Regions from separate parts of the Pan troglodytes genome. Here region 1 is linked to region 2. Evidence: chromatin contacts called from public Hi-C data. All regions are on one chromosome and are shown on one strand. Each heading gives the region's core, a stretch centred on a gene start, on an enhancer-like site or on the middle of the called end of the contact. The rest is flanking DNA. Distances are from core to core; before and after follow the strand shown.

Region 1 (6,404 bases), core at 3,129-5,628, 510 kb before region 2:
TGACATCTAGAGAGAGGTTATTTGGCTATAAAAGGGGCTTACAGCTTTACTGTAAAGAATGAACATTGCTAATGTTTTCAAATGACACGGCATTCCTTAAGGCAGATCCTTAGAGGATACATGCCCCAATATACAGGCATTACGCTCTCCATACAACCTGATCTTACGCAATATGGCTCTCCAACTCTCCACATAGGAAACCATCCCCCTTTTTATAACCCACTTATTTCTAAAACTGCCATGTAGCTATTGAATATTCCAACCACTTTTTTGATAGTAAGAGCATTCCATGCACAAATACCTAATGAAAAGAAATCACCGTCAGTCTTTCCATCAGACTTCATGTGTCAATCAAGATGTCTTGTGTCTTTACAGACTTTCTGCCTGTGGTTCTTAACTAAGGGGGAGTAAAGAGACCCAAGCAGCCCTGGACTTGGCAGACATAGTGAATTGGCCCTCCCGTCTCTCTCCTTGCCCATCCCCCTGACTCATCAATGTGCAACTAAGGTGACTATTAAGAAATCACAGTCTCTCTCCTCTTCTTTTTTCCTGTGGCTGAGATGCTGCCACCACTGGAATGGTCCAGGATGGTACCCCACTTGCTTTTAGCTCACAACCTTTAAGTATGGCAGAAGCACTTATCTCTTTGCTAAGGATGCCCCCACAGTATTGAAAGCTCAGTTTGGGTGACAACACTATCATTTCCTGATAGTGGGCAAAGTCAACAGGTTCAGTTTGGGATGGCATTCAAAGGGATATAAATGTTTTGTGAAACAGAGCTCCTTCCTCGTCTTATCTAGCCCAACAGGACTCCAGGGAAAATCTTTCTTATGGAAAGGGGTCTTGATTTAAATGAGACAGAAGAGGATAGACAGATAGAAGAAAACTGACATGGAGAGGGGCAAAAGTTAAGAAAGTAAAATAAGGTGTGAATAAAAAGAGACAGGAAAGACAGACTTCTTTCTTTTTTTGAGGCAGGGTCTCACTCTGTTGCTGAGGTTGGAGTTCAGTGACCCACTCAACACACTGTAACCTCAAACTCTTGGGCTCAAGGGATCCTCCTGCCTCAGCCTTTCAAGTGGCTGGGTCTACAGGTGTGCGCCACCATGCTCGGCTCATTAAAAAATTCTTTTGTAGAGACTGGGTCTCATTTTGTTGTCCAGGCTGGTCTCAAACTCCTGGACTCAAGCAATCCTCCCCCTTCAGCCTCCCAAAGTGCTGGGATTAAAGGTGTGAGCCACTGTGCCTGGCCTAGACAGACGTTCTTAGAGAGGAAAGGAGAAGGTGCACAAATATGGATATGCTATTTGTGGGTTTCCTAGAAACTATTCTTAATATCGCTTGATCCCAACCGTCCTGGAAACCTACTCACCCTGCTTTCTCTTTCCTAATTGTGGTCCATCTACTCACTATTAGTACAGATCACAGTGTTTTGCCACAGAGTGATTCTTGGTATAGAAAACTAAGAGAAAAAGAGGCAAGTGGTGCTTTGGCCCAGAGTGACTGAAGGACATGGCCAGAGAGCCCTTCAGAGTGAAAAGGTGCCCATTTGAAAAGGTGCTCCCTCCTTCAGGTCTCAGTTTATTTCTAGCCTAGCCACAGGAGGGTTACCCAGGCCACTCGGGGAAACCACTGCCCCAATCCTTGTAAAGCATATGAGAGTCTGACCTGATGACATGACTCTGAGAAGGCCACCAGTATTTCTAGTCTTGAGGTGATCACTAGTGAGAATTCTTCTCACTCCAGCTCTAAGTCCTGACTGGCTCAGAATAAGGCTGGGCTACTCTTCAAAGTCTTCAGAGTCTCTCATTCCAATCTCTTCTTTCCAGCCACAGAGAGGCAGCACAGTGCCATGGACAACTCACGGGCATCAGAGCAACACAGACCTGGGTCTAAAACCCACCCTCACTGGCTCTCTGGCCTTAAACTCTTTACGCCTCATATATAAAACTACAGTAGTAACAACTACTTCATGAAATCCTTTGTTTTTTAACAACAAAATAATGATAATATGTGTACAGACCCACACATGATTAACATCCTGTGCTGATTCTCTCCTGATTTACTCCTGCAAGTTAGAGGCATCGCCCTTCGAGGGAGCAGGGGCCTTAGGACTGAGGACACAGATGACACTGGACACTTTTATCTAAGAGAGCTGGTGGCTAAGAGGAGCAGACAAGTCACTAAGGGAGGAACAGCTCTACCTTGGGATCTCGCCACAGTCATTAGCCAGAAAATGATGCCCTCACTGGAGGTTGAGAATCTGAGACCAAAAAAGATACTGGTCCATCCTAGGATGATAAGAACCTTGACGACAAGTACCGTGCACTGAAGAAGTCAGAGACAAGAGAGGCAATCCGCTGTGTCTGCTCCCTTCAATATCCCACACTACCTTGCACTGAGTCAGGCCAGGAAGAGAACGTTTCACCCTAATCCAGCTGTGAGTCGGCCAATCCCATTGTAGGCTTTTGAAAGCAGTAGCAGTGTATTCTTGGTGCCATGAAACTGTAAATTTCACCAGCTGGCATCTTATAGAAATGGATTTAGTAGTGCTTCAAAAGGAAATATATTTTTCTGTTAAACAGCATAAATATTACTCAGTAATAACACATCCTGGTCATACCTGAGAGGCTGTGGTTTTTAGCTTTTGGATGCCGTTCACCAGGTGTTCTTTTTTCTCGGATACCTCATTTTGCTTCTTCTTCAACAGGTTCTTAAACAGTGATATTTGTTCTAGAAAACTCTTTGGGGTCGTATAGTTGTGTCTTCTCTCATTCTGGTAATATCTGGTACTCATTTCATTTACAGTGGTGTGAACATGTGCCATGAAAAGGCTAATAGAGTCTTTGTGCACTGGCTGAAAACACAAACATTACAGTTCATGTGAAATCCTCTCAAGTTAAAAATACAACTTAAAAAAAAATCAAGTAAATGATCTTTTTTTTTCTAAAAGTCAGAAAAAAAAATGATAGTATAACCTACGAAAACTTATTTAATCTTCAAGCGCTATCCACAGGATTTGGGAGATTACAATAAAGCATTCAGCTTGAGTAACCTTCTTCTTGCCAAGTAGGACAAAGGGTTTTTATGTGCTCCACATACCAAATACAAAAGCCAGCATATACAGATCTTCACAACTTGATTTTTATCTACCGAGTGTGTGAAAGAGAAGGTGGAGAAACAGACACTATATCCTGAGAAATATTTCTGCCATTGCTTTCAAACTAAGCTTTAGACAAAGAGAAGCAATAACCCTGCAAAGTCACTGAAAAAAAAAAAAAGCCAAAACTTAGAAACTCACAGTTTTATGAGAACTCATGTAAAAACAAACTGGATAGTAGGGTATAAATGTCACTGCTTCTGGGAGAAAAATATCATGATCATTTCTATTCATATTTGGGAAAGAAAACCCACAAAAAGAGCAACTCTCCTTCCATGAGTTACTGGAAGACCCCCCACTATACATTCTTTCCATTTTGTCCTCTATGACTTCTGAAGTAGTTAACTTTTTAATTTGCAGAGTCACATCTCCCTCATTTTAATGATTATTTATTGCATTCTGTACAAGATGAACCAGGTTCAATTAATCAAGAGAAGCCTAAAAATCAATTAATATGAATTAAATGAGCTACACCAACTCTTAGGAAAGTCACACATAATTTACCAAAGGGTTGTCAATAATGCTCAGACATCTTTGGGAAAATTGCACACAAGTGGCTGGTGATGCAGTCAAACGTTTCAAACCTGCACCATTAATATTACAAGCAGAGGTGTGAAGAGAGACCGGCCAATTCTTGTTGGTGAAAAACAACTGCTCCTGAACAATGTCTTTAAACAATCAACTTTCCAACATCAAGACAAATTCCCGAGTGGGTTTAGAATACCTACATATTGCATTGTGCTGCGTATTAAAAATCCATCTCACTAGTAACTGAAATAATGTATTACTAAAACAAAAGTTAAAAATAACGTGATATAAATTCCAAATATTCTTGGTTTCTAGTGGACCCCAGATACAAATATATTTCCAAACAGTGGACTCAGAAAAATAAAATTTATGAAGAAGTTTATATAAACTTCATATAAATCATAATCCTTTGGAGACTTGATTTTTACAAGAGCTTGACTTCAATACAGACACGTGCAGGAATTTACTCCTGTCCTGTCTTGTTTTAATGGGAACTAAAGGTACACACATACCTTTCTACAATATAGATAAATAATTCCTCAGCCAAGTGTAACCTCCTTACAGGAAGGAAAAAAAAAAAAGAAAGAAAGAAGAAAAAAAAAAAAACACTCTGGCCTCTGCCCAACCATGATCCTTATGAGGAGGCTCCTTGGAGGCGCTGAAAGCTCTCTTTAACAACAGTTTCATTTGTAAATCGGGGATGGAAGAAGTGGTTTCCGGTAGAGCTGAAAGTGGCCCGAGACAACTTGTCTCAATGGGGCAAAATAACTATTGTTATCAGGCTTAACAAAATGGCACAGCATGGGAGACTCGCTGAGCCAGGGAGCAGCTGGTTGTAATTCACACTGTTTTTCAGAAAACTCTAATCGTTCCAGAACAGACCTCTTTGATGACTGGTCTTCCCTGCATTCTCAATTTGTCACTTTCTCTTATGATAAGGTCAGTAGTGACAGCACTTCCTGACATTAACAGCTGTGGCTTTTAAAAGGGTCATTGTAGAACTACTAATTGCAGTAATTTCATTAGCATAAATTATTTATTCTGCCATTCATTTATCTCCAGTTATTTTATTTTATTTTTTTTGTGTGGGGGGCGTTGGGGGAGAATTGAGAGGAGTTGCTGCTGGTGCTGCCGCAGCGAGGGCTACGCAATGCTGTATTTTTCACTTTGAGAGACGTGAGGGGAGAATATCATTCCTGCTAGATTTGGCCTCTTAATAAAAACCAGTTGAAAACCATTTATAGTCATTTAGCAGCTAATCATGATGATGGCAAAAATAAAAATAAGCAGAGTGCCAGTATCGAATGGTTATAAACTCAAGGTTTCCCCACTAAGATGCTCTGGAAAACGATGCTGTCTCCAACGCATAATCAAATGCAAAGATGAAACTGCTTTCCCTCACATTAAGAAAACGTGTTTAATTTCTACTCTCTCAGTTGGCTCACTGTAAACACAAAAACATAAACAGATCTCTGCTATTTGGTGTGACAGTTCTCGGGAAGGAGTAGTCTCTGCCACACCAAGTACTCCAGCCACCTGGCACTTCAAGCAAGTGCCCAGTATATTCCTCTTGAAAATGACAAACAGCAGAGTTGAATATAAACCAATACCCAGAGGTCAGCACTAAATCAATTTAGGATTTTATACCTTCCCAAGACCAGCAAAGATGACTACATTGGTCTGTAATACTAAATTTGGGCATTCAAGAGCACTGTATTCAAGGGGGGGAGGGAGGAAGGGCAAAACAGAAAGGGGCAGGTGAAAGAATCTATTTTCTCTCTTTTTGAAGTGTAACTTAGGACAATTTTGTCACATTAAATGCCATATACCTACAGTAAGTCTTGAACATTTTTCTCAGAAATTATTTCTGTGTTAAATTTTAAATATGTCAAACTGATGTGCTACACAATCTATTTGATCTTTTTGCTCCTTTTAGGGCTGGTAGAAGAATATATTAATAAGATATTTGTGGTTGCATGGTGGCTTATTAAAGAAAGAAAACTTACAATGCATAAAATGGGCAGTGTTGCATTTTAACACTTGTCCTAAGCTCTTCACAGTGCTGTTTTGCTCTGAGAAGAAGATTCCGGAGGGAGCCAGGGACAAAGGGTTTGAATCCTAGGACCTGGGCTAGACTTCCAGTTCTGAAAAATCTGGTAAGATACTGCATACCCTCCTGTACTTCTTCCTGCCCACAAAATTGCTCCTTTAAAAATTCTGTTTCCTTTCTTCTTTTACTTCTTTCCCAATAGTCAAACATTCATGCAATAGTCAAAAGAAGGATTTAAGACTATGGGCTCTGGTGTCAAACTGCAGATGTACCCCTTACCAGTGGCATTATTTACTCTTGGGCCTCCATCCCAGGGGAAACTACTGGTCCCTCCTCATGGGGCTGGTGATGAGAGGTGGTAGGCAATGCAAATTCACAGCAGGAACTGGTTGAGCATCCCTAATCTGAAAATTGAAAATCTGAAATGCTCCAAAAGCCAAAACTCTTTGAGTGTGAATTTAACACCACAGGTGGAAAATTCCACATATGACCTCATGTAATGGGTCACAGTCAAAACTTAGTTTCACGCACAAAATTCTTCAAAATCTTATATAAAATTACCTTTGCACTATGTGCATAAGGAGTATATAAAACAAAAATGAATTTTGTGTTTAGATTTGGGTCCCATCCCCATGATATCTCATTATGTAAATGCAAATATTCCAA
Region 2 (7,001 bases), core at 902-3,401:
CTGGGACTACAGGGGTGTGCCACCACACCCGGCTAATTTTTATATTTTTAGTAGAGATGGGGTTTCACCATGTTGGCCAGGCTGGTCTTGAACTCTAGACCTCAGGTGATCCACCCGCCTCGGCCTCCCAAGGTGCTGGGATTACAGGCGTGAGCCACCATGCCCAGCTAGTCATCAATCAATTTGGGATGAATTATCTTCATATTATTTGGGCTTTTATGGAGACAAATATTTTTAAATCTTCAGAGAAATATTTGTAATTTATTTCTTATGATTTATGCACATTTTCTTTAGCATTTATTCCAGGTGTGTTTTTACACATTGCTATGATTATAAGCATAAGTAATCTTAGCTTTTCTATTTTTAACATTTTTATATTTATTTAAAATAGTGGTTGACTGTGCAGATTCATCTATCACTTTTAGTGAAATTCGTAATGATTATGAGAGATTTTTATGGGCTTTCTAAGTATATAATTTTGTTGATGAAAAATAATGATAATTCCCCTCCTTCCAATGTTTATTCCTCTTATTTCTAATCTTATTTTGAGAACTAGCCAGAATATTCTGAAAACTGTTATTTAATATTTATGATGGGACAATCTTTTCTTTATCTTTTTGAATTTTAATGGAAATGCCTTTGGTGTTTCACCATCAGACATGATGTTGGCTCTTGGCTAAAGAGAGATATACTTATTAAGAAATTAGTCCTTTTTGGCCAAAATTTTAAAGAATTTTAAAATATTAGTCAACATTGAGTGTAGAATTTTAAGCTACTCTTTAAAGCAACCAAAATAGGTTTGAAATATATTTTAATATAACTTGAATGTGTCCAATTAAATTAAAACCCTTTTATAAGTAGTACACAGTTTAATTTTCTATAACACGTAGAAAATTTATAATAAACTGCAATGTGCAGGTACTACAGGAAGTTTTCACTCCTACTCTTTTATTTAAGCTTAAGTAATAACTCAAATTCATGCTTTTTAATATTATGCTTATTCGATTAGTTTTCAATTTCTGTCACAATTTTTTTCCCTGTATGTTACAATACATCACAGTTGATTAATGCAGAAAGCTCTGACAGATATTTTAGTGGGTTGATTTGTACCTCTTAATGTTTGAAATTTATATATTTGGTTGACAGCCTGGCTAAGGCAATAAAATACTGAGAAGTAAAAATACAAGCTCATTCTTAGTTAACATATGTTTTCTGTATCAGCATCATAAAATTCCACATTTGCAAATTTTGTTCATATGCTGAAGTTTTATAGAAAGTAACAAATTGTTGTCATATGGATTTCTCTGAGTTAAAAAGTGACACTGTAAAGACCTAGTTTTCTGCACAGCAGTATACAAATTTGGCTAAACAGTTTTCTTACAATTATGTAAAAATAACAAACTAGGCTTAGAGGGAAACAGACTGAAAGGAAATGTACCAAAATGTGTTTCCTTTCCCTCATGTCTCAGCCTAGGGGTACTATCCTCCCGGCAGTCTCTGTTGACGCTCTAACTGGATTGGGCGCCCCTCCTATGTGCTTCTGGCCCCTTCTTCCTCTGTCACACTGTGCTAGTGGTGCATGGCAGGTCATCTCCCCCAGGTACTGTCAGTTCTAGGAGTGAAGGGACTGCTTTGTGCATGTCCTCATCATCTGTCTATTGCTCAGATAATATCTGCATGGGGAATAGATTCATGAATGAATGAATGTGTGGATGTTTGGGTGTTACACTATGGACATTCACAAAACATTAATAGCTCAAAATTTGTGTTTCTATTTTCCAAATTCCCTTTAACATACACATTTTACAATGTTTGGTTTTCATGTGAACGAGAACGTCAAAGGCAAGCATCAGAATAGCAGAATATGTTGAAAAGAGACTTGTTTTTTTCTTTCTGAGATGCCATTTTTATCCCAGTACCACCAGCCATGAGGGTGGTATATTGAGTATTTCCTGCTTTCTGCTCTGGTGGGACCACACTGCCTGGCCCTCTTGTGGTGGGGTAGGATAAGGCCATGTTACTTGTTCTTACAAGAGAGATGCAGGAGGTAATAATAGCACATGTCACTTCCAGGTCAAAGTATTGCTGGTGTGAGCCCCTCCAGAGTTTACTTCCCCTTAGCCACAGTGACCAGAATATTCCAGATATTGCTGTCAGCCAGGTCTCAGCGTGAGAACCACATGAATGAGAGTTCCCTGTCAAATGGAGATGGATGTGTTCTGTGAGCGAGCAGTTAACCTTTGTAATGTAAAGTCACTGAGATCTGGGGAGTGCCTGTTACTGAATGATAAGTTAGCTTTTCCCAGTTGGTACTGTGTGGCAAATTTTCTTCCTTATGCCTTATTCAGAGATAGTCGCTGAGTTCTACAAACTAGTAAACTAAGCACAGAAAAATTAACTCTCTCTCTAAAGATGGAATACAATAGAAATGCTGAAAGATTAAAAAAGGAAGTACTTCTGCTTTGCAACCCCAGTACCAAGTTGGAATGCCTTGTAGGCTTATGTCCTGAGGCTTTCATTTTTCTTTCCCTCCGAGCCAGTTAGACCAACGATCTTACCTAATTGGTTAGTAATTACATGCAGTTCTTGACTGTGACATTTGGGGTCTTTTGAACATTTTCTATTTAAGTCCAGTGGTTGCAATATCGGAAAAAACAAAAAACAAAAACAGAATGTGGCCAATCATATTACCTCAGGGTTTGTTTTTTTTTTTTAGCCCTAAATGTCAGTAGCTAGATTGATACATATCACTTTCTGAAGTACAGGCTGTAAATCTAGGAGTTATAAATGTCAGTTTTGATGTGTGTTTTAGTGGCTTCAAACATCCCCAGTGGAGGAAACAAGCAGGCTGTTACTATGGAAGTTCCTTGTATTACACAGGGACCTACCAGGACTGGCAGTAATTGGTAACACTTGGAAAATCTATGGGGAAAGCAGTTCCCAGATCACTGAAAAAATCCTGGGCTTAAAATCAGAAGATCTGGGTCTGAGGATCAGCTATTTCATTCTGTGTGTTACGCTACTGTATGAGCAACTTTGAGAGCTTGGGGAAATCTCTTTACCTACACCTCAGCTGCCTCATCTGTTAAATAGCAGGCAAAAGGCGTTCTCATGAAAAGTGCATGAGATGATGTGAAAACTCAGAACTACCTAGGCTCAAAGGAATTAACTTCACTCCTAAGGTTGGGTCCATGGATCATGTACCTGATCAGGAATGATAGCAGATGTAGATGCTACAGATAGACCTCTTGGCTAAATCATGACTAAAAAATCCCAAAGGGTGAATATCAAACAGGGGCCATTTTTCATTTTTGGTGTTGGTTCAGGGATCTCTCTCAAAAATAAATGGCGGCCAGACATAATGGCTGACGCCTGTAATCTCAGCATTTTGGGAGGCCAAGGTGGGAGGATTGCTTGAGCCTAGGAGTTTGAGACCAGCTTGGGCAACACAGAGAAACCTCATCTCTATTTCAAAAAAAAAAAAAAAAATTAGGTAGGCGTGGTGGCATACACCTGTAGTCTCAGCTATCTGGGAGGCTGAGGTAGGAGCATCACCTGAGCCCAGGGAGGTTGAGGCTGCAGTGAGCCATGATCTTGCCACTGCACTCCAGCCTGGGGGACAGAGTAAGACCTTGTATCAAAATAAAATAAAATAAAAGGAAAGGAAACTGTCCATCACATAAGTGGCTTACACATCGGTATATGTGGCCATGCCTCAGCCCATGTGCTCTAGTGATTTCTGCCACTCTGGGCAATAAGGGCAAATTTGCATCCATGCCTTTGGTCTTTGAGGGGGAATGGCTCACAGTCTTCCTGGTTTGGGAACCTGCAGATAATAAGGAGGCCTGCCCACCACAGAAGCATTTGCACAGTGTGAATGCCTGGAAGCATGGTGCTAATGTTTTAGCCAATTCCTCTGGCTCTTCCTGACCATTCCATGCTTGGAATCTCATCAGTCAGCTCTCATCTCAAATTCTGACATTCACTAAGTTGGGCCAACTAAGAGGGGTGCTTAAATTTGAAGCAGAAATCATTTTGAGGAATAAATTTGGAATTAGCATCTTGGTACAGGCTCCAATTAAACAGTCCCTGAGCACAAGTGATGGAGCATGAGTCTAGAGTATGTTTTTCAAATCTTCATAATTTAGTATTTATAGGTATTCCTAGAGATTTTGTAGGAAAAAGAAGACTGACCAGAAAGGGGTTATAGTTTGCTTTGCCCTCTGTTAGACTTCCTTCTCTCAGGGCTTTATTTTATTGGGTTGCAAAAAATCTGTCCCAATAAATATTTGTTTGATCTTTTAAATTTGCTTTCCAAAAATTTCCATTCAAATATAACCAAGAAAAAGATTCATTTAGGGTTTTCTTCATATGTGTGTATCAAGATAAAGATAATATAACCTGGAATCCTCAAAGTTCTTAGACACAGAAGTCTAGCACTAAAATTTGAGTTTGTCTTTTTTTTTTTTTTTTTTTTTTTTTGAGACTGATTGTCGCTCTGTTGCCCAGGCTGGAGTGCAGTGGCACAATCTCAGCTCACTGCAGCCTCTGCTTCCCTGGTTCAAGCGATTCTTCTGCCTCAGCCTCCCAAGTAGCTAGGATTATAGGCCCCCACCACCACACCCAGCTAATTGTTGTATTTTTGGTAGAGACAGGGTTTCACCATGTTGGCTAGGCTGGTCTTAAACTCCTGACCTCAAGTGATCCACCCACCTTGGCCTCCCAAAGGAGTTTGTCTTTTATAGCAATGTAGGATCTGCTATTTTCTCTCCCTTTGACCTTGAGGTCCTCATTCAAGCAAGGGGGCATTTCTCTCTGACATTTATTAAGAATTTACTATTTGCCAGGTACATGCGTATCTATGCTATTTGAGACTACCAAATAGCTCTGTGAGGTAGATATTTTATCCTCATTTTACTGATAAGAAAAATGTGGCTTGGGTGGACTAAGTAATGCCTAAGGTCACTTGGTTGATACATAGCACAGTTTAGGTTTGGATTCTGGGCATGTCACTCCTGAGTTAATTGCTATGTCTCAGTGGCAGTGATAAGATAGGTTTAGGAGTCCTGAAAAGTGGATCTGGGTAAATTTTAGGAAAGCATGGAGAGGGAGAAGGGAGTTCTAAAAAGATAATGGGATCAGAAAAGTTGAAAATAGTTTGAGGTATATTTACATATGAGAGGACACAAGCAACTAGTTTGGATACCGGAGTTGTTCTTTCTGGAAATTGCTCTTTCCAGAAACATGGAACTACCCACCAATGAAGAAGGATGGTAAGTCCATACAGCAGAATCTAACATAGCCCTTAAAAAGCCAAGAGGTTAACATGTGGGGTCTGTGTGTTGGCCACTAGTTAATCTCTTTTCTCTTCTAAAAAAATGGGGGAAATAATAGTACCTACTTCATAGGGATGTTGTGGAAATTAATGGAACAACTCATGCAAAATGCATAGAAAGGTGCCTAGCACATAGTAAGCACTCAATAGATGTGAGCTGTTATTATCTACACATACTGACATGAAAAGATGTCCATGATATCTTTTATATCCATGTGAATAGAGGAGGCTGTGAAACAGCAGAAAGAGTGTGATTCCACTTTTGTAAGTATGTATATGTGTATAGGAAATATCTGGAAGCATACATATCTTAATGTTAGCAGTGTTAATCTCTGTGTTTATAAGATCATTCTTTTCTTTTTTAACTTTTATTTTAGGTTTGGGGGTACATGTGAAGGTTTTTTACATAGGTAAACTCGTGTCATGGGGGTTTGCTATACAGGTTATTTCGTCACTCAGGTATTAAGTGCAGTACCCAATAGTTATCTTTTCTGCTCCTCTCCTTCCTCCCCCTTTCCATTCTCAAGTAGACCCAACAACAGAGTCTTGAGTAGACTCAACAATAGTGTCTGTTGTTTCCTTCTTTGTGTTCATGAGTTCTCATCATTTAACTCCCACTTATATGTGAGAATATCTGGTATTTGATTTTCTGTTCCTGCACTAGTTTGCCAAGGATAATAGCCTCCAGCTCCATCCATGTTCCCACAAAAGACACGATCTTGTTCTTTTTTGTGGCTGCATAGTATTTCATGATGTATATGTACCACACTTTCTTTATCCAGTCTGTCCTTGGTGGGCATCTAGATTTATTCTATGTCTTTGCTAAGATCATTATTTTCTTATAAGTGTGAATAATTTTTATAATTAGGGAAACTTGGGTTCCAAAACCAATAAAACAAAAATAAATAAACAACACAAGGAAAAAAAATCTTTAGCTTCTTTCTTGGTTTCTTAATTCCAAGGCAAGTGAGAGAAGAGGAAAATGACAAGGTATAAGTCTCATTTCTGTTACCTTGACCAAGTTATTTAACATGGGTCTTATACCTCACAAGATTATTTTAAGAAATCTACCAAGTGAGTATCTGAAAGCACCTCAGCTCTCATAAATATTTCTGTTCACTCATGGCCTCTTTTAAAGACTTTAGGAGAAGGATTTTGTTTTCAGGGCTCAGAAATTTGACAACCAGAATTTTGCCAATAATAATAGTAATAACAACAATGACAAAACATTGTCCAAACCTCAATGACTCTTATTTATTTATTTTTTAGATGGAGTCTTGCTCTGTCACCCAGGCAGGAGTGCAGTGGCATGATCTTGGCTCACTGCAAGCTCCACTTCCCGGATTCATGCCATTTTCCTCCCTCAGCTTCCCGAGTAGCTGGGACTACAGGTGCCCGCCACCACGCCCGGCTATTTTTTTTTTTTTTTTTTTTTGTATCTTTAGTAGAGATGGACTCTTCTTTATTTTAAATAAAATAATACATTCAAGGATTTCAGTGTTCTTTTAATCCTCTTCTAAGTGGATGTTATTATCTCTGACTATTAAGGTGACTGGAGGCAACTTAGTGCCCAACACCCCTAGAGTTTACACAAGGAAACAAACCATGTATTCTCCAATCACCATTCATATGTTCCAGAATTTCTTCTGTGTCATTTGTATAATAA

Evidence for each region. A called contact is a pair of places that touch in the nucleus more often than the background predicts.
Region 1: a Hi-C map of induced pluripotent stem cells shows a contact between it and region 2, with 2.8 times the contacts expected there. The contact joins two enhancer-like sites. A contact is called at or near these places in 3 of 7 Hi-C or Micro-C datasets (induced pluripotent stem cells and stem cell-derived neural progenitor cells) and 1 of 1 other capture datasets (stem cell-derived neural stem cells).

What each region holds. Positions count from the first base shown.
Region 1 is chr6:27,598,920-27,605,323 of NHGRI_mPanTro3-v2.0_pri, reverse strand. It overlaps DNAH11 (dynein axonemal heavy chain 11), which reads right to left. Exons shown (of 82, transcript XM_063815260.1): 56 at 2,624-2,857. Among named protein-coding and RNA genes, the nearest start is that of CDCA7L, 170 kb to the left of the region's middle. Within about 2 kb of position 4,378, at least 8 of the 24 cell types and tissues checked have an H3K27ac peak or open chromatin away from gene starts, as enhancers often do. A contact at or near this core is called in induced pluripotent stem cells, where this site is marked.
Region 2 is chr6:27,081,586-27,088,586 of NHGRI_mPanTro3-v2.0_pri, reverse strand. No RefSeq gene overlaps it. Among named protein-coding and RNA genes, the nearest start is that of SP4, 170 kb to the left of the region's middle. Within about 2 kb of position 2,151, at least 3 of the 24 cell types and tissues checked have an H3K27ac peak or open chromatin away from gene starts, as enhancers often do. A contact at or near this core is called in induced pluripotent stem cells, where this site is marked.